4 separate regions of the Mus musculus genome follow, and all the other regions are linked to region 3. Evidence: chromatin contacts called from public Micro-C and promoter capture Hi-C data. All regions are on one chromosome and are shown on one strand. Each heading gives the region's core, a stretch centred on a gene start, on an enhancer-like site or on the middle of the called end of the contact. The rest is flanking DNA. Distances are from core to core; before and after follow the strand shown. Region 1 has its middle 23 kb from the start of Gm30371. Region 2 holds the start of Tmem114 (transmembrane protein 114). Region 3 holds the start of Grin2a (glutamate receptor, ionotropic, NMDA2A (epsilon 1)). Region 4 has its middle 35 kb from the start of Gm30310.

The links. Promoter capture Hi-C pulls out the DNA fragments that hold promoters and counts their contacts. Hi-C and Micro-C count contacts between places; a contact is called where the count stands out from the background.
Region 1: a promoter capture Hi-C map of hippocampal neurons shows a contact between it and region 3, with 12 times the contacts expected there. The contact joins the enhancer-like site here to the promoter of Grin2a in region 3. A contact is called at or near these places in 9 of 39 promoter capture datasets (cranial neural crest, embryonic stem cells, frontonasal cranial neural crest and 6 more), 3 of 484 Hi-C or Micro-C datasets (cortical neurons and embryonic stem cells), 9 of 115 datasets of contacts at active chromatin or transcription factors (SST interneurons, embryonic forebrain, embryonic stem cells and 2 more) and 1 of 9 other capture datasets (adipose tissue).
Region 2: a Micro-C map of embryonic stem cells shows a contact between it and region 3, with 3 times the contacts expected there. The contact joins the promoter of Tmem114 here to the promoter of Grin2a in region 3. A contact is called at or near these places in 2 of 484 Hi-C or Micro-C datasets (both in embryonic stem cells), 1 of 115 datasets of contacts at active chromatin or transcription factors (embryonic midbrain) and 1 of 9 other capture datasets (embryonic stem cells).
Region 4: a promoter capture Hi-C map of hippocampal neurons shows a contact between it and region 3, with 13 times the contacts expected there. The contact joins the enhancer-like site here to the promoter of Grin2a in region 3. A contact is called at or near these places in 7 of 39 promoter capture datasets (cranial neural crest, frontonasal cranial neural crest, hippocampal neurons and 4 more), 5 of 115 datasets of contacts at active chromatin or transcription factors (embryonic forebrain, embryonic hindbrain, embryonic stem cells and 2 more) and 1 of 9 other capture datasets (pancreatic islet).

The regions. Positions count from the first base shown.
Region 1 is chr16:8,936,799-8,940,177 of GRCm38.p6, reverse strand. No RefSeq gene overlaps it. Among named protein-coding and RNA genes, the nearest start is that of Gm30371, 23 kb to the left of the region's middle. Within about 2 kb of position 1,452, at least 31 of the 459 cell types and tissues checked have an H3K27ac peak or open chromatin away from gene starts, as enhancers often do. A contact at or near this core is called in SST interneurons, cortical neurons, forebrain and 1 more, where this site is marked.
Region 2 is chr16:8,423,475-8,426,419 of GRCm38.p6, reverse strand. It overlaps Tmem114 (transmembrane protein 114), which reads left to right and starts at 1,284. Exons shown (of 4, transcript NM_029070.2): 1 at 1,284-1,984; 2 at 2,277-2,357. The coding sequence starts at 1,768.
Region 3 is chr16:9,994,537-9,997,678 of GRCm38.p6, reverse strand. Grin2a (glutamate receptor, ionotropic, NMDA2A (epsilon 1)) reads left to right here and starts at 1,866. Exons shown (of 14, transcript NM_008170.4): 1 at 1,866-2,856. Gm30668 (a long non-coding RNA gene) reads left to right here. Exons shown (of 3, transcript XR_384651.2): 3 at 229-470.
Region 4 is chr16:8,914,991-8,918,255 of GRCm38.p6, reverse strand. No RefSeq gene overlaps it. Among named protein-coding and RNA genes, the nearest start is that of Gm30310, 35 kb to the right of the region's middle. Within about 2 kb of position 1,630, at least 33 of the 459 cell types and tissues checked have an H3K27ac peak or open chromatin away from gene starts, as enhancers often do. A contact at or near this core is called in hippocampal neurons and pancreatic islet, where this site is marked.

The DNA.
Region 1 (3,379 bases), core at 203-2,702, 1.1 Mb after region 3:
AAAAAAGGGCTGAGTGGCCAGAATGCTGGAGACTCAATGGCAGAGTCCTCTGTCAGGGAACTTGGGGTGAGCTATCTGCCAGGCTGATGGGCTTCACTGTGGCTCATTGGTCAGCTCCCTCCAGCAATGAATGGAGGAGATAGGCTGATGCCTTCTGTCAGCTCTCTCAGCTCTCACTGCCTGAGAACAGCCCAGCCCTGCAGCTGGGTATGTCTGCTGGGGATTGAAGCCGGTTCCCCTTTGCTGTCAGATCTCATGGCCTACAGCCTAAGTGTATCTCCACTGAAGTCCACAGGAGCACAGAGGTGGGGGTGGGGATGCACTGTTTTCCCAGCATCCACAAAGCCCAGGTTCAATCTCCAACACAGTTTAAATTCTGCATGGTGGAATATGCCTGTTGGTTGGGGAGTAGAGGCAGAGGATGAGAAGTTCAAGGTCAGCTTGGGTTACAAAATGTGTTCAAAGTCAGTCTGGGCTGTACGCGGTCCTGCCTTAGGGGGAAAAAAAATACAGAAGCCATCCTAGATGTCCTGCCCCACTGAGTTTCCAGATGGTTCCAGCCACAAGAGAACCCAGCCAGAGCCCCAGCTGAGCCCAGTCAGCACACAGAAGCCTGGGAGAGAATGGCAAACTGATGTGTAAAGCAACCAGGTTTCACAGCAAGAGGTAACCAGAATGAGCTAGGATAATTAAGTTAGAGTCGTCCCAAAGCACTAAGGGTTCCATACGTGTCAGCAAATTCGCTCCTACTATGATCTCCATCTGACAAATGAAGAAATCGGGATTCCGAGAGAATGGCACTGAGCTGGGAGCTGCACAGCGGGGACTCCAGCCCCAGGTCTGCCTAACTCTGACTCCTGCTGTGCCCTTGGCCCTGGAGCTCCAGCCCCAGGTCTGCCTGACTCTCATTCCTGCTGTTCCCTTGGCCCTGGAACAGGTTCTAACCCTCTGTTCTGGCTGGTTTTGTGTGTCAACTTAACACAAACTGGAGTTATCACAGAGAAAGGAGCCTCCCTTGAGGAAAAGCCTCCGTGAGATCCAGCTGTGGGGCATTTTCTCAATTAGTGATCAAGTGGAGAGGGCCCCTTGTGGGTGGTGCCATCCCTGGGCTCGTAGTCTTGGTTCTGTAAGAAAGCAAGCTGAGCAAACCAGGGAAAGCAAGCCGGTAAGTAACATCCCTCCATGGCCTCTGCATCAGCTCCTGCTTCCTGACCTGCTTGAGTTCCAGTCCTGACTTCCTTTGGTGTGAACAGCAACGTGGAAGTGTAAGCTGAATAAACCCTTTCCTCCCCAACTTGCGTCTTGGTCATGATGTTTGTGCAGGAATAGCAATTCTGACTAAGATGCTCTCAAAGCCTGCTGGAACTGAAGCTCGTTGCATTCCTCCCTGGCAGCCCAGCTTGTATCTTTCTCTGCCAGATGACTCACTAGGAAAGGTCTACCAGGCACGGATGACACAGAGAGCAAAGCTAGTTCTAGTTCCCACTGCTCAGTGCTGCCCCTCCCCCACCATCCCAGCTCGGCACACAGAACCAAGCACAAGAGCTTGCTCCTTTCTCTGGGCAAGCGCCCAGCACTGCAAGGATTCCCAGACAGGAGATTGGCACCTAGCAAGAAGTATGTCAGACCTGGAAGAATCCTTTCCACAGGAGCCTGCAGCACTCAGGCTCCTGAAAGGAGAGCACATGTAGCCCAGGTTAGCCTCAAGCCCACAGCTTGAGGCTATCTTATTGCCTCAGTTTCCCCAGTGCTAAGATCACAGGCCTGCACCACCAGACTCAGTTCCCAGTAATAAACAACCTTTGATCCCTCACGCTGACACCTGCAGAGAGGTCACTGACTCGCCTTTCAGGTAAGAAAACCAACACGAGAAGCTGTGCTTCTACCTGCTGCAGCTCTCACCAAATGACCAGAGTCAAACTTCCATCTATCCAGCTCTGAACCCTCATGCCTGCCTCTGTTGCGACAAGCTTCCTCGCCAAGCCTGCATCAGCGGGCACTACTTGAGACCCAGAGATCTGTCCCAAAGCCAGAAGATGGATGCAGCTAATTTCCATTAGGAATAATGGAAGAGAGAAAAGACTGTTTTTCTTATAATTAGAAGAGAATTCAGCCGTCACAGCCAACGAGTCCAATATCTCAGCTTATGTAACACAAGAAAGAAAAGGCAAATGGATGCAATTAGGGGAGAGAAGAACCGACTTGGCCTCACAGGTGATGAGGGTGCGGAGTGATTCAGAATAGAAATGTCTCTGCTGCCCGCCCCAGTAGATTTCAGATCCTCATAGCCAAGCATGAGGCCGAGTCTCTCGATGACCTGGAATTTGCCAATTTAGATGAGATTTGCTGACCAGAAAACCCCAGGATCCACCTGTCTCCACCTCCCCAGGATTGAGACTACAAATATATGATCTTCATGTCTGACTTTTGTATGGCGATCTAAACTCAGGTTCTCACATGTGTGTGATACGCACTTCACCCACTGGTGCGTCCCCTCTGGTGCTTCTTAAGGGTCTGTGTTTGCTCCGAATATGTGTTTGCACAGACCTAAATCCCAGTTCTGTCATGTGGTAGCAGCAGGACACTGGGAAGGGGATTGTCCTGCTGATTTTGGATCTGTAAGGAGTCTGGGTAACTTCTTCAGGACCGACACAAAGGCCCTAGGAGGAACGCTTAGAGAACCAAGGCACATCCCTGTCCTTATTACTCCTGCTTTTCTCTCCAGCATTTATCCCCAAGAGGTAAGGGGGCCTGGGAGCACCTGGGAGCGCAGGGAGGATGTGCTCAGGGACTAGTCTCACCCAACTCCTCCCTCAGTCTCTCTTCTTGGCTATCGATTGCAGCAACACCTGCATTTTTTTTTTTTGTTTCTTAAAAAAAAAATCAATGTTCCATTAGCTAACATGTTTCAGAGCTGTCCAACACAGGCAGCTATTGGGAGCTTACTGGGGCTATAGGGCCAGAACTAAGGCTCAGTCCTAACAGATGCAGGCCTTTTTAGACAAATGGGTCCCCAATGTGAGCCAGTGAGCTTCAGGCTCTTTGTATTGCCCTCGATGCCTCTCTCCATTGGAACTCATATCAGCCACAAAGAAATTGCTGCAGAATTAACCCTTTGAAGAAATTCATTTATTTGACAAACCCTCATGGAGTCCTTGCTTGGCATGAAGCCCTGGGTTCCATAGTCAGCACTGCATAAACCAAGTATGGTACCCATGCTTGTAATCTCAGATTCAAGAGGTTGTTGTCCTTGGCCATATAACAGGTTAGAGGCCAACTTGAGCTGTGTCTTAGTTAAGGTTTCCACAGCTGTGAAGAGACATTGCTTATTCAATTGCTCAAACAAGAAGCTCATCTTGCCTATTAACTCATTCCCCCC
Region 2 (2,945 bases), core at 35-2,534, 1.6 Mb after region 3:
CTGAGCTGTCTCTCCAGCTCCCTCACCTCAATTATTCTTGCTTCTTGCCATTTGGTGGTACATAGCAATATCACAGATATTGGGGGTTTTGGCCCCCCTCACCATGAGGTTAGAACATTTCAGTCTCCTACTTAGACTTTCCAAAGAGTTAAACTGTGAGTCCAATGAGCTCTGAAATCCCAAGTCCCACTCATGAGTCTGCAGATCTGTACACCTTTGCTTTCTACCTTCTCGTCTTTCTTCTAAGCCCCCTTCCCTCACCAGATTCTTGAAACTTCTCTGTATGTAGCAAACTTTCACACTCCTGCAGGTAGGGTAAACTGCTGGCTTGTCCACATCTCAGGGTCAATGTTGCTTCCCCAAAGACTAACTGAGGCCTCCCATCTGGTTACTCACCCCTATTCACTGACTTCAGCATTACAGTTTTTTAAAACTGTGTCACAGCAGCATCAAGGGTTTGAGCGCTCAGCGAAGAAGGTAGCAATGAGGGGCCATTGAGAACTGCAGACTGCAAGTCAGGCCATCTCTGACTCTTCAAACCTGCTTCCCTCACTCCCATCGCCATACACACAGGAGAGTTTCCTTGGGGTGTCTTGCTTTAGGAATGGGAAGTCTGGGCTGCGTTTGGACTGCTAATGCCCTTTCTTCTTAGCATGGACCCTCGTGCCAGGAATGAGAGGTTTTGTGCTGAGGAAGGGGATGGCAGTATTGGTAACGCTGGTAATGGCGGCTATGGTAAAGAAAATGGTAACGGTGTTTGTGGTAACAGTGGTGATGAGGTTGTTGGTGCTGGTGATGAAGATGGTGGGGATGGTTGTTATTGTTGGTGTGGTAATGGTGACGGGGTGAGGGTGGGATGACGGTGGTGGTGCTGATGGTGGGGTGAGGGCAATGGTAGAAATGGTGAGGCTGATGATGGTGGTAGTAGTGGTGATGTAGATGATGGGGTGGCGGGTAGGGCTGTGGTGTTAGTGAAGTGGTGGTTGTGATGATGAAGATTTTTGTTGACAAAGAAAATAGAGTCACAGAATCTAATGTTCCCTGTTGACTAAAAGAATTTTTGTGGAAAAAAAAAATCCCGACCTTTTCTTTTGTAGTCAGCAGAGGAAAATTACTTGAAGGTGCATTTTGGAATCAAAAGCGCCTCAGGAGGAGGCTTTGCAGGAGACTCTGCAACCCCAGATTAGAGAAAGTCAGCCTCCTCTGACTCCCTAGTATCTGAAGTCCGCCTTCTCTTCAGCACCGCCCCCTTGGCACCTCCCTCTGTCCAGCCTGCTCGTCTTGTGAGCCCAGTCTTCTTGAGGTTTCAGGACGCTCGCCCCGATCCGGAGCGGTGGGAAGCGAAGATAGACGCCGGCTGAACTGGGGGCGCCGAGGTAGAGGTGTGGGGAGAACAAGGAGGACTGAGGTCGACAGAGGCGGGGAGCTGCTGGAGGGGTTCATGGAGGGTGAGGCAGGGGAGTGGAGGCAGTAGTCGGGGGCTGGGGAGAAGAGTGCAGAGCCAGAAAGGAGGAGACGCTGGAACGGGGCGCAAGTTGGAGCTGCGAGAGCAGGTGGCACCTGTGCTAGTCGGACCCGGGAGGGTCGGGAGGCACTAGGGTGGAGGTCTGCGAGGACAGGGATCCCTGAGGACACTGATTTGGGCCGGAGCACGTGCGGGTGGGATCGCGTAAGTGGAGCCAGAGATCCACGCTGGAGAATCTGGAGTGCAGCGAACAGACGGGGAGCGTGGGCAGGAGCCGGCGCCCGGGGGCCCAACGCTGGGAGATGCGGGTGCGCCTGGGCGCTCTGGCGGGAGCGGCGGCGCTGAGCGGGGCTCTGAGCTTCGTGCTGCTGGCAGCAGCCATCGGCACCGACTTCTGGTACATCATCGACACCGAGAGGCTGGAAAGGAGCAGCCAGAGGATGAGGGACCAGGGACCGGCCAACCGCAGCCAGCAAGAGCCTCTGAGCTCCCACTCGGGACTCTGGAGAACTTGCCGGGGTAAGGGTCCTTCCAGGGTCCGTGTTCTCACCTGGGTGCAGTACCTGGGACCTGTTGCTTACCTCATACTCCTATCTCAACCTCCAAGCTCACAGTGCCAAGCACTTAGGGGTGCTGGGAGGATGGACAGAGGCTGGCCTGCAAAAGTGCGAAGTGCCAGCTTACAAGTGCATAACACCCTCTTGCTTTCTTGGGCCGGAGACATCTAAGGCAGCTTTGGGGCAGGGGTCGGAGGGGGGGGGGGCAGGGAGAATGTCAGGATTCTGCAGGTGAAACTCCTTCCTCCCATCAGTCCAGAGCTCCTGCACGCCGTTGATGAACCCTTTCTGGCAGGAGAATGTGACGGTCAGCGACTCCAGCAGACAGCTTCTCAGTAAGTCCGGGGACAATGGATGGAGGGAACTGTCCCTCAGTTTTGATGCTCTTCTCCAAACCTGAACTTCAGTGGTCATGGAGGCTGTGGGTGGGAGGCCTTTGACCACAGGGCCTGAGAGGGTGGGGCTATGCCTGGGGGCGGGGCCACTCTCATTTTAACTTGAAGGTATGTAGAATCCATCCAACCAATAGACAGCCCTGTGCACCATTGATGACTGAGCTAGACCTCAAATCCAGGCAGTGCCCTCTAGGCCTTCCTGGACTTGCTGCGGAGAGAGGTCGTCACTACACAAGCAATTACATTTGAGTGGTAGTCCTCATGAAAGAAGGTGGGGGGAGTCCAAGCCAGCGGCCAAACACCTTTGGATGGTGAAGCTGAATGAAAGGTGAAAGGTCTTGTCAGGCAGTCTGAGGGCCAGCTTGTCAGTAGAAAGAGTGTGGGGTGATTTAAAGCAGGTAGTTTAGAAGAGGCGAGCATCCTGTTGCCTGAAGGGCCGTCACCTGTGACTTGTTGGTGCCTGGTTTTCCCAGCACCTCCCACAGGGCCTGCTACTAAGAGAATTGAAGCTCAATATAAAAGGGAAAG
Region 3 (3,142 bases), core at 617-3,116:
ACAGACCCCGCCTCGGCAAGGTGCAAGGAGCAAATGATTTCTGAAAATTGCCCTGTGACCTCCACATGGCATGGCATGTGACACTCTCTTCCCATAAATAAATCTTTTTAAAAGTACAAAAAGAAAGAAAGAAAGAAAGAAGGAAAGAAAAAGAAAGAAAAAAAAGAAAAGAAAGAAAGAAAAGAAAAGAAGAGAAGAGAATAAAAAAGGCTTTTGTTTTTTCTCCAGGCACTTGAAGAGAGAAGGGTGAGACTCTGAGCCATCCATTGTCATTAGAGAACAAGCCAGTGAACAATGCAGTGACCACTGAGTTGCATTTGTGTGCAGCCAACAGAAGGAACACAGCTACTATGTGGCATTTGAAGTCAAGATTACAGTTTCTGCCACTGGAGCCCCCTCTTTAGCCTTGGTTTCACTTTTCACTCTGAGGCAAGGTCTCAATAAATTGCCCATGCTGGCCTTGAACTCACTCTGCTGCCCGTGGGTACCCTGCACTTGATTTCCCCACCCCGGTCGCCACATTGGCCACACCACTAGGCCTGGTTTTCCCACTGTGTTCATTCTTTATGATTTATGTTTCAGGCCTTTGCTTGTTCTCTAGATAGCTTTTAAAGATGGGGCTTGCTCTGCCTAGGCTGCACAGCCTCCTTAGTAGCTGGGGCTGCAGGTGTGCATTTATCTGAGCTAAGGCAGTGTAACATTCTCAAGTTCTCAGGTCAGAGTCTTGCATGATATCCATGCAAGAGAGAGGCCCAGCTTAGCCCGGCTCAGTCCAGCCCATTCACAGCCCCAGTAAATGGACCATTGCTCCAGTTTCTGCCTCTGTTGTATCACATTGCCCACCCCCATCCCCTTTTCCTTTACCGTCCAGATTCTGTCTGCTTCCTTGTTTTCTTTTGTGTAAAACCCCAGGGTATTCCACACACAACATCAGCTCCACAATAAACCCACGGGTCTCCAGGACCAGGGGCTCCTTTCTGTAGCCATATCGATCCCCCCTGGATGAGTTACTTTAGAGGGCTCTCATTTTTTCTTGGGTACCTACTACGTGTCAGGTTTTGTTAAATCTTTGACCATTGTCTTTTTATTGCAAAATAACCCTGAGAAATGGCATTTATTTATTTATTTATTTATTTATTTATTTATTTATTTTTACTGCTGTTGCTCGCCTGCTTTTTCAGATTATCAGTCATTAAAGGAGGAGGGTGACTCCTGAGTTTGGCAGACCTGCAATAACAAAAGCTACTACTCAGTATAGGAGTCCAAGAAGTTTCTTACAGTTGGTTCTCTGAACAAGGTGAAGTAGGCTCTGTGTTTGTTAGGGGCAGCTTCTGGCTGGGCTAGGAGCTGGCTAGCCGGCTAGCTGGCTAGCTCTCTGAGATTTTTTTTTTTTTTTTTAAATAAAGATCCGGATGCAATTCTATTCTTATGACTTAATCACTGTGGAGGCCAGTACTCTTAATACTTAGGATTTTAACATATGCATTTGGAGCATAAACATCCAGGTGACATGAGGCATCAAGGGAAGGGAAGAAAGGCAGAGACAGGTGTTGGGATTCAAGTGACTGACCGTACAAAGGTCAAATGTAGACATCTAACAAGGAGCCTCATGCCCAGCTGCTAGAATTGGAGCCAGTCAGTTTTCACAGCCAGTTAGCCCCAGGCTCTTGGCTTATCCGTTCTGGTGACTTAGAAGAGGCAACCACAGGGTTACGTTTTGTCTCGAACAACTTAGAGAAGGAAGCAGCAAGTGTGTATGTGTGTCTGTGGGTGCGCGTCTGTGTGTGTATGTGTGTGTATGCGCGCGCGCACGCGTGTCTGTGCTTGGAGAGAGTATATATGTTTCTGATTTTAAGCTCCCGGCTCTCTGACATCAGAGTGGGTTCCCATATCAGGGTGGTGAGGCATTGAGAGAAGCATCCTGGGCGGGTGTGTGCGTGTCGGCGTGCCTTGCGTGGAACAGAGATTGCTGCACCCAGCGCCAGGCACTGGAGGAGGAGGAATCCGTAGCAGAGATCTGAATAATTGATTCTTCAGCAGCACCAGACGCCCGGGAGCGGGCGGAGAGCGTGGTTTCAGCACCAAGGTTGCGCGCCACCGCAAGCTCCCCCCGTCACCAGCCAGACACCTAGGTCGGCCTTGTTCCGCTGCCGCCGTGCGCTCCAGAAGAGGGTGGCCGCGCTCCGCGTCGCCGCCTAGGGACTGCGGGGTCTGCCTTGGCCCGCCTCCGGGGTGGGCGGCTGCAGGCGGACCAGAGCTCCAAACAACGTCGGATTGCGCGGGGGTTGCTGCGTTGCGTCTCGCTGGCTGAGAACAAGTCCTAAGTTGCTGTGGTGGGCGCCTCTGCTTTCCTCTATCCTCCTAGGCGACCGCAGCAGAAGCGTGCCCTAGGATCCTGGCTTCTCCAGTGTTGTGAACCGCGGTGGCCAGGCTCTTTCCTGGGCTCCCGCTGACCAAGTGAGGAACCGAACGCCCAGCTCGGAGCTGGCCCTTCAGCGAAAGGGCCAGGAGGGAGCTGCGGTCCTCTGCCTGCGCCCTTCTCCGCCAGGGACCGCGGGGATCCCCGGCCACACGCGCGCGCGCGCTCCCACACTCACTCACACACACACACTCACACACTCACGCACGCCAAGCAGGAGCAGGACTGCGGAGAGGGTGTCCAGGCGCGCTCAGAGGACCTGGCAGCCGCTGTCCGGAGTGGAGCATAAAGCTGAGCCAGGGCTCTAGGAGAGAGGCTCCTGGGGTGCTGTGCCTGAGCATGGGGCCGGATGAGCTCTGAGAGTCGCGGCGGCAGCAATCAGCCCTGGAGATGACCAGGGGTGGCCACTGCTGAGAACTATGTGGAGAGAGGCTGCGGTGAGTGCTGGCGCGGGACGCCGAGCCTGGGAGGGCCCTGTGAGAAGCTGGTGGGGGGAAGGTATGGATAGGAGGGGGCGGCAGGACGCACAAGAGGGTCGCTACGTGGGAGTGATCACACCTCCCTCGGGGATCCGGGACCGCGGGAGCCCGCGTCCTTCCCTCCCCCTCTTCTCCTCCCGGCTCATAGCAAACTCAGCCAGCGCCCCCTCCTTTCCTGCCCCCCACCCCCCACCCCAGGCTCAGCAGCTCCTGGTCGCACAACTCCCAGTAGCCGGGCGCCGAG
Region 4 (3,265 bases), core at 381-2,880, 1.1 Mb after region 3:
AGCGGGACTTCCTGTAGCCCAGGCTGTCTGTCCTCAGTTCACCATTTGGTGGGGAATGATCGTGAACTCCTGGTCCTCCAGTCTCCACCTCTCCAATGCTGGAACTCCAGGCATGGGCCACCACACCCATCCAGAAACAGGGTCTTGACTTGCAGCCCAAGCTAACCAGGAATTCATGGTAATCCTCCTGCCTCAACATCACCTGGCTACTTAAGCTGTTCTCACCAGAGAGGGGTGTTTTTAAAACTGTAAATCACCTCCTTCACTTTTACTTTTCCTGAAGGCCAGCTTAAAAGCCACCACCCCAGAAAGCCACACAGCTAGCCTAAAGACGCCTCATCTCTAAGTGATGTATGTCTGATGTGTTTATGGGGTGGTTTCTATTGCTCTGTTGTGCTGTTAACTCTTTCTACAAGTCTTATTTGTGAGAAATAAAAAAGAGTGGTCCATTTTCATAAGTACCTTGAGTCAGCTTAGATCCAACTAAAAATGAGCAGGAGGCTTTGTTTGTGAAGTTTCCCCCATGCAATCTAAAAATTTACAGTAGAAAATTAACGGGGCTTTCCCTAATGACCTGAAAATAAAATTTACAGTAGAAAATTAACGGGGCTTTCCCTAATGACCTGAAAATATAACAAGGCCATGCAGCTTAAATGAAAAGATTTAAACAAACAGAATGAAAAAACAAAAACAAACAAACAAACAAAAACCAAACCCACACCTGGCCTTTGCTGAGAAATAGACATGTCAGGTGACATGTAAGATTGTGCCTCGCCCCTGAGTCCTCACTCAATGAAGAAAGGGAGGTGAGGATTGTTCAGAATTCAGGACTATAAAAGTTGTTCCCTGCACTTCTGTGGCTCACCCACCAATCTTACCTCTGTTGGCAGTACCCTACTTGGCTGCTCTGAGTCTCCAGTTTGTGTTATTATTACATGTGAGGTCTTTGTTCCCCAACACACTATTTGAGACATTATGTTGTAAGAGGGGCACTAACCTGTAATTGGAAGAACGGTCAAGTCCTTTTGATTCTACATTGGGAACACAGCCTGCACCTTGAACTTGACCATGTCAATCTCCCTCCACAAGCTCCCACTAACTCCAGCCATTCCCACCCCCCAAAAAAATTGGACAGACAGGCTTGATCCTGGTAGGATCCTGCTCCCTCCCCTCAGTGCTGCCCACAGGACGCCTTCAGCAGACAGAGTGGGGAGAATCTTTTTAAAAGCCCAGTTCCAACTGGGCATAGCATAACAAATCTGTAACCCCAGCTCTCGGTGTCTAAGGCAGGAGGATCCTGAGATCAAGACCAACCTGAGCTCTATAATGAAGCCTTGTCCCCCAAATCATGACATTTCGTTTGCTTGAAACCTTTCCCTAGTGTCCCATCCTGCTCGGGATAAAATCAGAACTCCTGGACAGGAGTGACGAGCGCGTTTAACTGTCTCCACCTCTGTCTCCCTTCCGCACTGCTATCCACAGTTCCAGGGCCTGAGTGCTCCAGTCCTCCAGTTGTGGAGCTGTTTTCTCTGAATCAAAAAAACTTCCTCCAAATTCATAAAACACAGGAAGCTCAGGAAACCTGCAGGATTGAGGAGGCCCATCCCCAAGGCAGCGCATACAGTAAGGGAGAGTCAGTCTCCAGATGCAGCTTCCGCACTGGGGTGGGCTTTCCAGTGATGCAGCTGGCCTCGAGTTACCACAACACTGCTGTCAGTAAAGCCTCTCTCTCTCTCTCTCTCCCTCTCTCCCTCTCTCCCTCTCTCCCTCTCTCTCTCTCTCTCTCTCTCTCTCTCTCTCTCTTGACGTAAGCAAACCAGAAGTCATATGCCATATGCCAGCTCTTGGGGACAACCCACCTCAGGGACAGAACAGGCAGTTCCTGGAAATGTCATCATTTTTTTTCCCTTTCCCAGAAACCGTGGCAAAGCTTGCTCTCTGTGGTGGCAGCTGCTGACAGTTAAAGCATGACAGTTTCTAGCTTAAGCACACAAATGGGAGCCTCGGGCTCGGGCTTTGTCAGACAGGAACCTCTGAGAACCAGGAACTGGGAGGAGGCTATAGCTGGATCCCTGTCAGTCACTCACCCATTGGCCCGCGCGGCCTTGGTGTGAGGGGAGCCAGTGACTTTAATTACCCATTTGACTCTGGTCTGCTGTTCACACACAACAAAGACCTCTCTTTGAAACTGTTACTTCTATTGTTTTTATTTACATGTGTCTGTTTCCCTTTAAGTGGCTGTCATGTGTGTGGGGGTGCCCGTGCAGGCTAAAAGAGGACATTGGATCCCCTGAAGTTACAGGTCGTTGTGAAGGACAGCAAATGCTCTTAACAGTTGAGCCCCTGTCGCCCTCTCTCTTAAGTGGCAGTCCTATAGGTTCAGAGGCTGTGTCTCCTCCTTCAAAGACATGGCTAACTATGTGAATCTTGCCTAGCCCACCCCTGAGGGCTCAGAGGCGAACAATGCTGACTGTTCTTCTAGAGGACCACGGGTTCAATTCCCAGAACCTACATGGCAGCTCACAACCACCTATAAATCCAAGGATCCGATACCCTCTTCTGGCTCCTGTGGGGATCAGAGTGCACAGACATGTAAGTTACCACACATGTAAAATACAAATATTGCCTAAATGTATCATGTCTCTACATATACCTAAGCTAACTAAAGAATATCTATTCAGAATGATTCAAGTGGTTTCCACACGTCAGGAAGGTGACATGGGGTGCCACTTCATGAACACAGCCTCTCCAGAAAGTGTGGTGAGGTTCTAGAGAGATGAGGCACTGGATTCCAATACAGCTCCACCATCCCCCTCCTGTGCATCTCTGAGCAAGGCACTTGCCATCTCTGGGCGTGGAGTTCCTTTTTCAGTAAAGTTGATGTGATAGACAGTCTTTCCTATCTTAGTGTGGTTATATTCTCTGCCCTAGAACCTGAAGCTCTGTTAAGTTATGGTTAAGGAATTTTCAGATATAATTATGTTAAAAGTTTTTATGATGGGGCATTACCTGGGGCATCCCATGGCCCAGTCAAGGCATATGGGTCCTCCCGATAGAGAAGGGATGGGTGATCAGAGATGAAAAGTGGGAAGTGAGTGTTAAAGAAGACTTTAAAAAGCTACACTGCTAGCCAGGCATTGGTGGTGCACGCCTTTAAGCCAAGCACTTGGGAGGCAGAGGCAAGCAGATATCTGAGTTCAAGGCCAGCCTGGTCTACAGAGAAAGTTCCAGGACAGCTAAAGCTACACAGAGAAACAAGAAAAAG